2 separate regions of the Danio rerio genome follow, and region 2 is linked to region 1. The links are chromatin contacts, called in public Micro-C maps. All regions are on one chromosome and are shown on one strand. Each heading gives the region's core, a stretch centred on a gene start, on an enhancer-like site or on the middle of the called end of the contact. The rest is flanking DNA. Distances are from core to core; before and after follow the strand shown. Region 1 holds the start of ndufs2 (NADH:ubiquinone oxidoreductase core subunit S2). Region 2 overlaps dock11 (dedicator of cytokinesis 11).

Region 1 (4,525 bases), core at 954-3,453:
ATATAAGATTAAAATCTAAAACAGATTGTTTACTCTTGATGAATTGTAAACATTTGGAAATTTAAAAATATTTCATTTAAAGTCTAAGCAGATAAAAATCAATGTCTAATAACATTAAAATAGTGCAGTTTTTATTGCCTTTGCTACTTTATTAGCAAGGAAAAGAATATTACTTGAGTGGAAATCTAAAAAACCCAACTAATGCTTCAATGTGAATGTGTGATCTGTTTTTATATTTAAAATGAGAGAAAATTAAATAACTAATGAAGGGAATTTTATGAGATATGGCAACCTATGATCACATACTTTGAAAAAAAAAGAAGACTCTCTCCTTTAACTGATCTATATAAAGAAATTTGTATTAAACAGGTTTAAATGTGATCACAAATATTATTTGACTCCAACCGCATGTAGAAGACCACCATAAACGTCATATTGTTTATTTGTATTATCATGTAGGTATTAATTTATCTGAATTATTTTTACAATTGATATTGTCTATCTAACTGCAAATGTAAACAATACTGCAAAGGTTTTTTTTCTTTTCTCTGTGTTTTAATTTTATTTTTATTTGAATTTAACTTGTTTGTTAATTTATTTCGTCGACAAGGGTTATCATGGAAAAAAAATACAACCTTGATTGTACAAAATGTTTTGGTAAAACTTAGGAAGAAAAAAAACAAATAAAAATAGATAGATTAAAATTAATTTTAAGCATCTTCTTTAAAAAACGTGTCCAAATACTTCTATATTACTTGTTGGAAAATAGTGCTTGTGCTGTCTTACAACTGTACAAATATAAGTGCATTTGCATTGGATGAACAATTCTTAAATCAAGTGTTTTTGTTTTACATTTTCACATTTACATTTTTTCATTAAAGTAAACTAAAAACTTTTAATGTATTTTTTAAATCCAACAAACAAAAAAAGGTCATTAAAATTAAATAATAAAAACACTTTTAGGGAGCACAATACATCAATACCATCTCTAAATGTCCATTTTTTTTGAGCAGACAATGATCTGTATATACAACTTAGTTCATACTGACCTCCATTACTAATTTATTTTATTTCATCATTGCCATACATTCTAATTACAATGGGGGAAAAAAGAATGTTCTAAATCTATATAAATTACTTCTAAATTATATTCTAAAAAAGAAACGTTCCTTTGATTTCCATGATGAATGACTTAAAACATTTGAATCTACTTGGGAAGCAAAATTATTAAAAATATATGTATTTTGAAACGATATGAGAATCGAGAATATAATTGAGGTAAAGTTGTTTTTTTTAATCACACATTCGGACTCTATATTGTTTACCTCAGTACTTTTGAATAAACAGTCTGAAATCATATGCAAGTATGACTTTGATACAACATTAGCACTATTTAATAGACTGTAAACACTGTTGTCCTTTGATAGTTATGGACTGCTAATATGATTTCTCTATTTAGACTTGACAATAGTTTTTTGAAGTTATAGTATTGAATATTATTGTATATGTGAATATAAAACCAAATGTACCTTAATAAGAAGATATACACTTTATATCCATAATGAAATCAATAAAACCCTCTTGCTTTGAAAACTTCAACTAAGACTTTTGTGTCGCTATTTTTGTGGGTCATTTTACCTACAAATATTGGTGAAGATTGCAAATTGCAAAACATAAAAAAAAACAATTGTGCCATTAAGAAAACCTCAGAGTCATGATTTATCAGAGATATCAAATGTGATTATTTTGTAACTGCTCATGTTTCATAACGGCTAACGTTAGCTTCAAGCTTGTTTTTTCCCACAGCTGAACGCAAGAATGGCAAAAGGGAAAACGACGTTTAATAATAATAGAATAATACGTATGTAAACAGGTCAAGTTTGCAATATTGCACATTAGCATGCTTTTCAAAACAATCTAAGTCGCAGAAATACCGGTGGCTAAACCATAACAACAACATCACCACAAGCAAGCCGCTGCTTCACCAAACCAATGGTAAAATTGCAGTGTGTTATTGACCGTGCTGTTCGTACCTCGTCTGAATCAGAGCACAGGCTGGAGAGCTGACATTACTGTTTAATAAAACTGAAGGACGTCCGAGTCTAGAGAGCGACCTCAGCATTGTAGCCGCCATCTTCCCTTCTGTCAGCGCTCTGCTTCTGTGCTGAGAGCTTCACGGCCGCTCTTTCACTGGGGCTCTGGCGTCACCCGCCGGCAGGAGGTTTACACCGCAGCTTCCAATCCAAGACTCATCCAAGAGCCACTAGATGTCAGTCGACTCTCGAGTTTGTTTTTAAGTTAGGAATGCCTGGTGCAGTTGATGAAGCGAATTTTTAAACTTCACATTGGCGAATATTTCTAAAAAATCAAATAATTTGACAAAACATGGAGCTAGCTCAATCACATTAATATTTTTTATTATTATTGCTGGAGACTAAGAGTGATGGGGTTTCTTCTGGATCCTAGACTTTATACATCCAAAATGTCATCACTAAAGGTATGTTTGAGCAGCACCCTGTACTTTACTGATGGGAATTTTTCATCATTCAACCAAAGGTATATACATTTTATATTCATATTATATAATATCTGTGTGGGCTGTACAGAAGCCCAGTGGTTAGCACTGTCACCTCACAGCAAGGAGGTCGCTGGTATGAGTCCCGGCTGGGGGGTTGGCATTTCTGTGTGGAGTTTGCATGTTTTCCCCGTGTTTGTATGTGTTTCCTCCGGGTGCTCCGGTTTACCCCTACAGCCCAAAGACGTGCGGTGTAATAATAATAATAATAATAATAATAATAATAATTAACAATTCCTTACATTTTTATAGCGCTTTTCTGGACACTCAAAGCACTTTACACAATGGGGGAATCTCCTCATCCACCTCCAGTGTGCAGCATCCACCTGGATGATGCGACATCAGCAATGTTGCGCCAGACCGCACCAGCTGATTGGTGGAGAGGAGACAGAGTGATGAAGCCAATTATAGTATGGGGATGATTAGGAGGCCATGATAGACACAGGCCAGTGGGGAAATTTGGCCAGGATGCTGGGGTTAAACCCCTACTTTTTATCGAAGGACATCCTGGGATTTTTAACAGATTTCCACGTCTTCCAGGTTTAATGTCTCATCCGAAAAACAGTGCTCACTGAGCAGCAAAGAGTCTCCATCAATATACTGGGGTTTTAGGACCCAGACAGACCGCAGGTTGAGCACCTCCTGCTGGCCTCACAAACACCAATTTCGGTTTTTCAGATTTTTTAAACTATCTAACAAGCAAACTAACTAACTAGCTAGCTAACTAACTAAATAACTAACTAACTAACTAACTAACTAACTACAATCATGGACCCAAGATACTCACAGAAATCAGTCCAGTTTGGTGAAGGAAAAATCACGGTTTGGGAAACAGAAAACTAACACATTCAGTATGGGGGCATGCGAGAGATCTGCAGAGTGGATGGCAACATCATCAGCCTGAGCTATCAAGACATTTGAGCTGCCCATTACATTACAAACCACAGGAGAGGGCTAATTCTTCAGCAGGATAGCGCTCCTTCTCATACTTCAGCTTTCACGTCAAAGTTCCTGAAAGCAAAGAAAGTCAAGGTGCTCCAGGATTGGCCTGCCCAGTCACCAGACATGAACATTATTGAGCATGTCTGGGGTAAGATGGAGGCATTGAAGATGAATCCACAGAATCTTGGTGAACTCTGTGAGTCCTGCAAGAACGCTTCCTTTGTCATTCCAGATGACTTTATTAATAAGTTATTTGAGTCATTGCAGAGATGTATGGATGCAGTCCTCCAAGCTCATGGGAGTCATACACAATATTCATTCTTTATCCACTGCACCATGATGTTATATTCTATACTGTACATTATTTTTTTTTGTCTAAGCAAAGTCAGACCTTACCGTCCTAATTAAAGAATTAAAAATCAAGGCATGATTATATTTTATTTTGATAAAATAAGCGTAATCTAGAGGCCTTTGCCTTTCAATTAAGCCACTTCTGATACCAAATGATCAACTAGAAGTCAAGTTATTATTTGCTTGAATACTCGACTTTTAAAACTTTTATCAGGTAGTGTACATGCAAAGTATCAGTCACACATTCAATACGTCACTGATTCTTAGAAAAACAGTGCTTTTATTTCTGATATACTGTGAAAAAATAATTACGTAACATTTTTAAAAAATATTGGAAAAAAATCAATGAGAAATAAAAAAAAAGTCAATAACTTTTTTGTTGTACATCTGTCAAACATTGTTTTTTCAGCTACCAAGAAACAGTACAGTAAGGTCAACGTTTATCTTCTAAGACACAATTATACAGGATACACTCCTACCAGCAGAAGAAAAAGTATTGGAGCAGGAACGTGAGAGAAGTAAATGAACGGATTACATAAAGATTTTCATATCCTCACACTCACGCTCAGTCGCACGCACAAAAACACAAGCATACCGTTGTCTACACACACTCCTCTGGCCTTAAGCCGCTTTATAAAGTGAGGGAATATAAAAGTC
Region 2 (4,525 bases), core at 656-3,155, 200 kb after region 1:
AGAAATTTACAAAAAGAGTTGTAATAAATAAACTTGAATACTCTAGAAATGAAAACTACTTTACCATTTTTCTTTTATTTGGACCTTGTTAAATATATGCGCAATATTAGATTCTTGCTGATATTTTCAAACTCTTTTTGGTAAAGCCGATGCCGATTTATTTTCAGTGTTAATTTATAGATTAATTTAAAGAGTGAGTTTTCAGATTTTTATTCTCTTTGCAAAGTTTTGTTCAAGGCAAATGTTTATCAGGATACTTTGAAAAAAGAGAATGTTCAAAAAACAGCATTTATTTGAAATATTACTATTGTGTACCATCATAAACGTATTGGTGCTTTTTTTTGTTCACCAGTGCCTAAAGTAATAATTTCTTATTAATTAATTATAAACTCAAATTAGAGCTGCACGACATTGAAAAAAAAATCCTTATATTGCAATGTTTTTTTTTTTCTGCGATAAATGTTTGCGATATGTATACAGTTTCACAAAATGTAAACATCATTTGACAAGCAAACAGTCTACAGTTTGACAAGATGGTTTGATTTGACGGTCTTATGACCAGAATAATAACAATGCAAAAACAAAAAATGTCTCATTTCTAGTCCAAGTATCTAAAAATCCTTTAGATCAAGTGAAAATGTGTTGTTTTGTATTCATCTTCAGAAGAAGTAAGTCAAAATTAGGAGTTTTTCCTTAAAACAAGCTGAATTATCTACCAATAGGGTAAAATAATCATATTTTCACTTTGAAATGTAGATATTTGGACTAGAAACAGGACAAAAATTACAAGTTATTGAGCATAAATCTTATAAATAATTTAATAAAATTAATCTTTGTTACACCCCCAAAACATACTTTTTTGTGCCCAAATTCTCTTGAAAGTCCTAGTCAAAGGCCTTAAAAACACATGCAAATGAAAAAAAAAATTTCACTCTGTTATGTTTAAACTTAGCAGTGACTCTACAAACCACATGTGTTCTGTGGCTCCTGATCAACTATCATTCAGACTCAACATTGCCGATAATGCGATATGACTATTGCAGATGCACATTGTGATTTCCATGATGAAACAACATATTGTGCACACCTAACTCAAATGATTGTTTTTAATGATTAAATGATTTCCTGAGGTGAAATAAGCCACTATCCATAGCAAATATTCATTTTTGGGGCCAATTATCCCATTAACACAGCAAAAGTGGTACTACTAGTAGGTTTATTATTTTTTTTAGCCCATTTTGTGTGGCATATCTACATATTTTATTACTATAAATATAAAATAACTACAAATGTAAACAGTTCATTAACCAAGAGTTTGAAGTGACATTTAGAATGACAACCTAAAAAGCACACCGTGTGAAAGTCCCTAACTGTAGCACTAGTGAATGTTAGGCTCTGTCTTAAAATTTAGTGTAAGGCCTGACCTTAATGAAGCAGGCCAGGCTGAAGTTGACACAGCGAGCCTCCTCTGGAATCTCCACATAGCGGATAGTGATGTGTGGCATTATGGACAACAGCAGACACTGCAGGGCCTGCTGGAAAGACTCTGGAAACCTCTGTGCTCGTGGCATCTGTAGGTCAAGCAGGTTCACTTCATTAGCCATCACATATCAATGGCATTAACACCACGTAGTTTCACTAGTGACAGTAAATTACTTTCAGCTCAATTATATGCAACTTACGGTTAAATTTCAGCTTTCAATATGACCGTCTATGCCAAAACACATAGACTAATTTTAGGCTTGTGATCATAATTGACTGAGGTGAGAGCATGTTTGAACATCAGATACACACCGACTTCTAAACAACATGATTAAGACATGGTTTCTGTTATGCAAATGAGACTGGTGGCATGTTTTAATATGTCTGAACATGTTTGAAAAGCGCTGAAGGAAAGCTGAAGCTGGTAAACAAACATCACACATGCAAAAGGCAACCCTGTGTCAACAGTAGAGTGACGCTACAGTGTTTGGTGTTTATAAGGGCGTGTTTTTCTTTTTTTTTTTTTACCTTTGATCATTCACTTTATGAAGAATGAGGAAGTCAAACCACATTCTATGCTCAAATGCCAAAAGATAAATAAATAAAAATAAAACTTGGCAGCTTAGGGATATTTACACCCAGCTGCTTTGTGTTTAATTATTTAATCTTTTTACTGATGATAATGATGATGAGGAAAAGCAAGTGGAAGGTAAAAATAAGACTTACTTTCATTCTGTTGCCATCCATGAGGTATTGAGCCATTGACCTGGCCATGGTCTCAAAGAAGAACCAGGAATACTGTATAGCAGGAAAAATTCATTAACACAGTGGCAATAAGGAATGTTGTAATGCAAATTTTATATATACAGTGACAAAAACAAAAATCATTACACATTAGCAAAAAGTTAAAATTTTTTTTACAATGATTATTAATCCTAAATCAAACCAGCGACCTTCTTGCGGTGAGGTGACATTGCTACCCACTGCGCCACTGTGTGGCTCATAGAATTTTATAACATCCCAAATTAATCATTATACTAACGTTTACCATATATAATCATGGAAATTTTGTAAATGTGTGCTACTCCAAACAACATATAAATATACACTGCCACTACCACAACTAAAGCAAAACAATACAGTAATTCAACCACACTATAATATAATCTCTGAAACCAGGCACAGTCAAATGAGTAGTCAGTAACCATAATGTGTAAAAGCAACATCCCTAAAATTCAGTACTAAAAGCAGCCCTGAGCAAAAAAATATTGAGGAAGCTCCTTGAACATGCTAAGACCACGTGAGAGAAAGTGGGTATAATGAATGAAATATACAGAGTACTAAAGCATAATAAAGTAAACTGGTTCTTGTGTATGTATGATGATGATGATCGTTCCTTGGAAACCACCCCCCATTTCCAAATAATTTACTCCGACATTAATCCTCTTCAGTGACTCAAGAGAGCAGAAAATAGCCTAACAGCGCCATCTGCTGTGTATAGATAGAGAGTAATGCATGATTTGGTCACCTTGAGAAGTTTGTTGCAGGTGTTGATATCAGCGGTTTGTTTGAGGATGACAGTCACAGCCGTAGCCAAAACTTCATGTGTTGTCACAGAGTTTTCGGAAGTTGCGTTGTTGATACGAAACACATACTGCAAAGGAAACGTTGCTTTTGTTTGTAAAAAATTCATTAAAGGTTTTTAAAACACTTGTAACAAAATCTAGCAATGCTGTATAAATAACATAATGCAGTGTCCATCTAAAGTTGTGAACTTATATGAAACATTTGAAAAGCTTTTAGGATGCTGCTTAAAAATATCGGTCTACAAGTTAGTTCAGTAACACAATCACATGCTCTGTTGAGGCTAAATTTCATGGGTTTTTGTAGTTGTTGAGCATCAAATATTAATGTGATAAATGTGACTCCAGTTCCATGCATTAGTTCTTATTAAAAAAACAAACATCTGCCTTAAACTTTGCACATAACATAACACACAACTATGCTCAGTATACATTTTGCAAATGAATATTTTATCCATTTCTCAGTGAATATAGGCAATATATTTTGGTATATTTGAACTAAACAAGTTTATTAAACACAGATAGTCACTAAATATTTTCAGAAATAAAGAAATAATACATTTAAAATCCAACAAACTACAAAATCTCAACTAAATTGTATATATTTCATTTTTTTATGATTTCTTATTTTTTCAATATTTTTATCCAATGTTTTTTCCCATATTCTTCAAAGTGCTTTTCCAAAGTTTAACAAATAAATTTGGGTGTACTAACTTTTGGACTGTTATCGTAAGATATTTAGTTAGATATGCTCCAGATTTGCCTTCAGTACTGACTAGTCTTATGTATAAGTACAAATACAATATTGTATAGCTTCCTATAGAAAAAATGTATTTAAAATATAGACTTGTTAGGGATGTACTCATATATGCTGAGCACTGTATATAATGAAGAACAAAACCTAGAGCAAATGACACAGTAATTTAACGTTTTAACAAAAAAAAGTATAGTGCAATAACATAGTGACACCGCAATCTGCTGTTCATGCACTTGTTGCAATAAACAAATAAAAATAACTACAAAATAATTATTGTAATTTTTGACATTGATATTTTTCATGTTTTTTTTTTATCTAAACTCTACAAACCTGACTTTTTTAATTGTGGTCGAGTGCAATCTGTGTAAAAAAAAACATAGAAACATGAGGTTTAATAAGAGTCGTACCTTCAAAAAAGAGCGCAGGTAATGCTCCAGACCCTCTTCATGACACTGAGACACAATGTGAATGATTACACTGTGAGAAAAAACAAGACATCAGTAATGTCAACGGGAGGAAACATTTCGATCATTTACATCATTTTACAAAAACACAACAAATAAAGAATGATATAAAAAAGGATTAATGTCTAAAACCTTAAAAGGTGATGTATGTAAGAACTATTTTAAAGTAGGATATCTTATAATACTGTAAAAAATGTCAGAATAATCTTAAGAAGATGTATCTTTATATGCAAGAGTGC

The links. A called contact is a pair of places that touch in the nucleus more often than the background predicts.
Region 2: a contact with region 1 is called in a Micro-C map of caudal fin, with 5 times the contacts expected there. The contact joins the enhancer-like site here to the promoter of ndufs2 in region 1. A contact is called at or near these places in 2 of 18 Hi-C or Micro-C datasets (caudal fin and an unstated tissue).

Annotation. Positions count from the first base shown.
Region 1 is chr7:19,058,419-19,062,943 of GRCz12tu, forward strand. It overlaps ndufs2 (NADH:ubiquinone oxidoreductase core subunit S2), which reads right to left and starts at 2,204. Exons shown (of 14, transcript NM_001020645.2): 1 at 2,034-2,204. The coding sequence starts at 2,134. It overlaps kirrel1a (kirre like nephrin family adhesion molecule 1a), which reads right to left. Exons shown (of 15, transcript NM_212868.2): 15 at 4,129-4,525.
Region 2 is chr7:19,259,191-19,263,715 of GRCz12tu, forward strand. dock11 (dedicator of cytokinesis 11) reads right to left here. Exons shown (of 53, transcript NM_001202493.1): 25 at 4,230-4,299; 26 at 3,011-3,136; 27 at 2,209-2,280; 28 at 1,425-1,571. Among named protein-coding and RNA genes, the nearest start is that of dock11, 63 kb to the right of the region's middle. Within about 2 kb of position 1,906, at least 2 of the 62 cell types and tissues checked have an H3K27ac peak or open chromatin away from gene starts, as enhancers often do. A contact at or near this core is called in caudal fin, where this site is marked.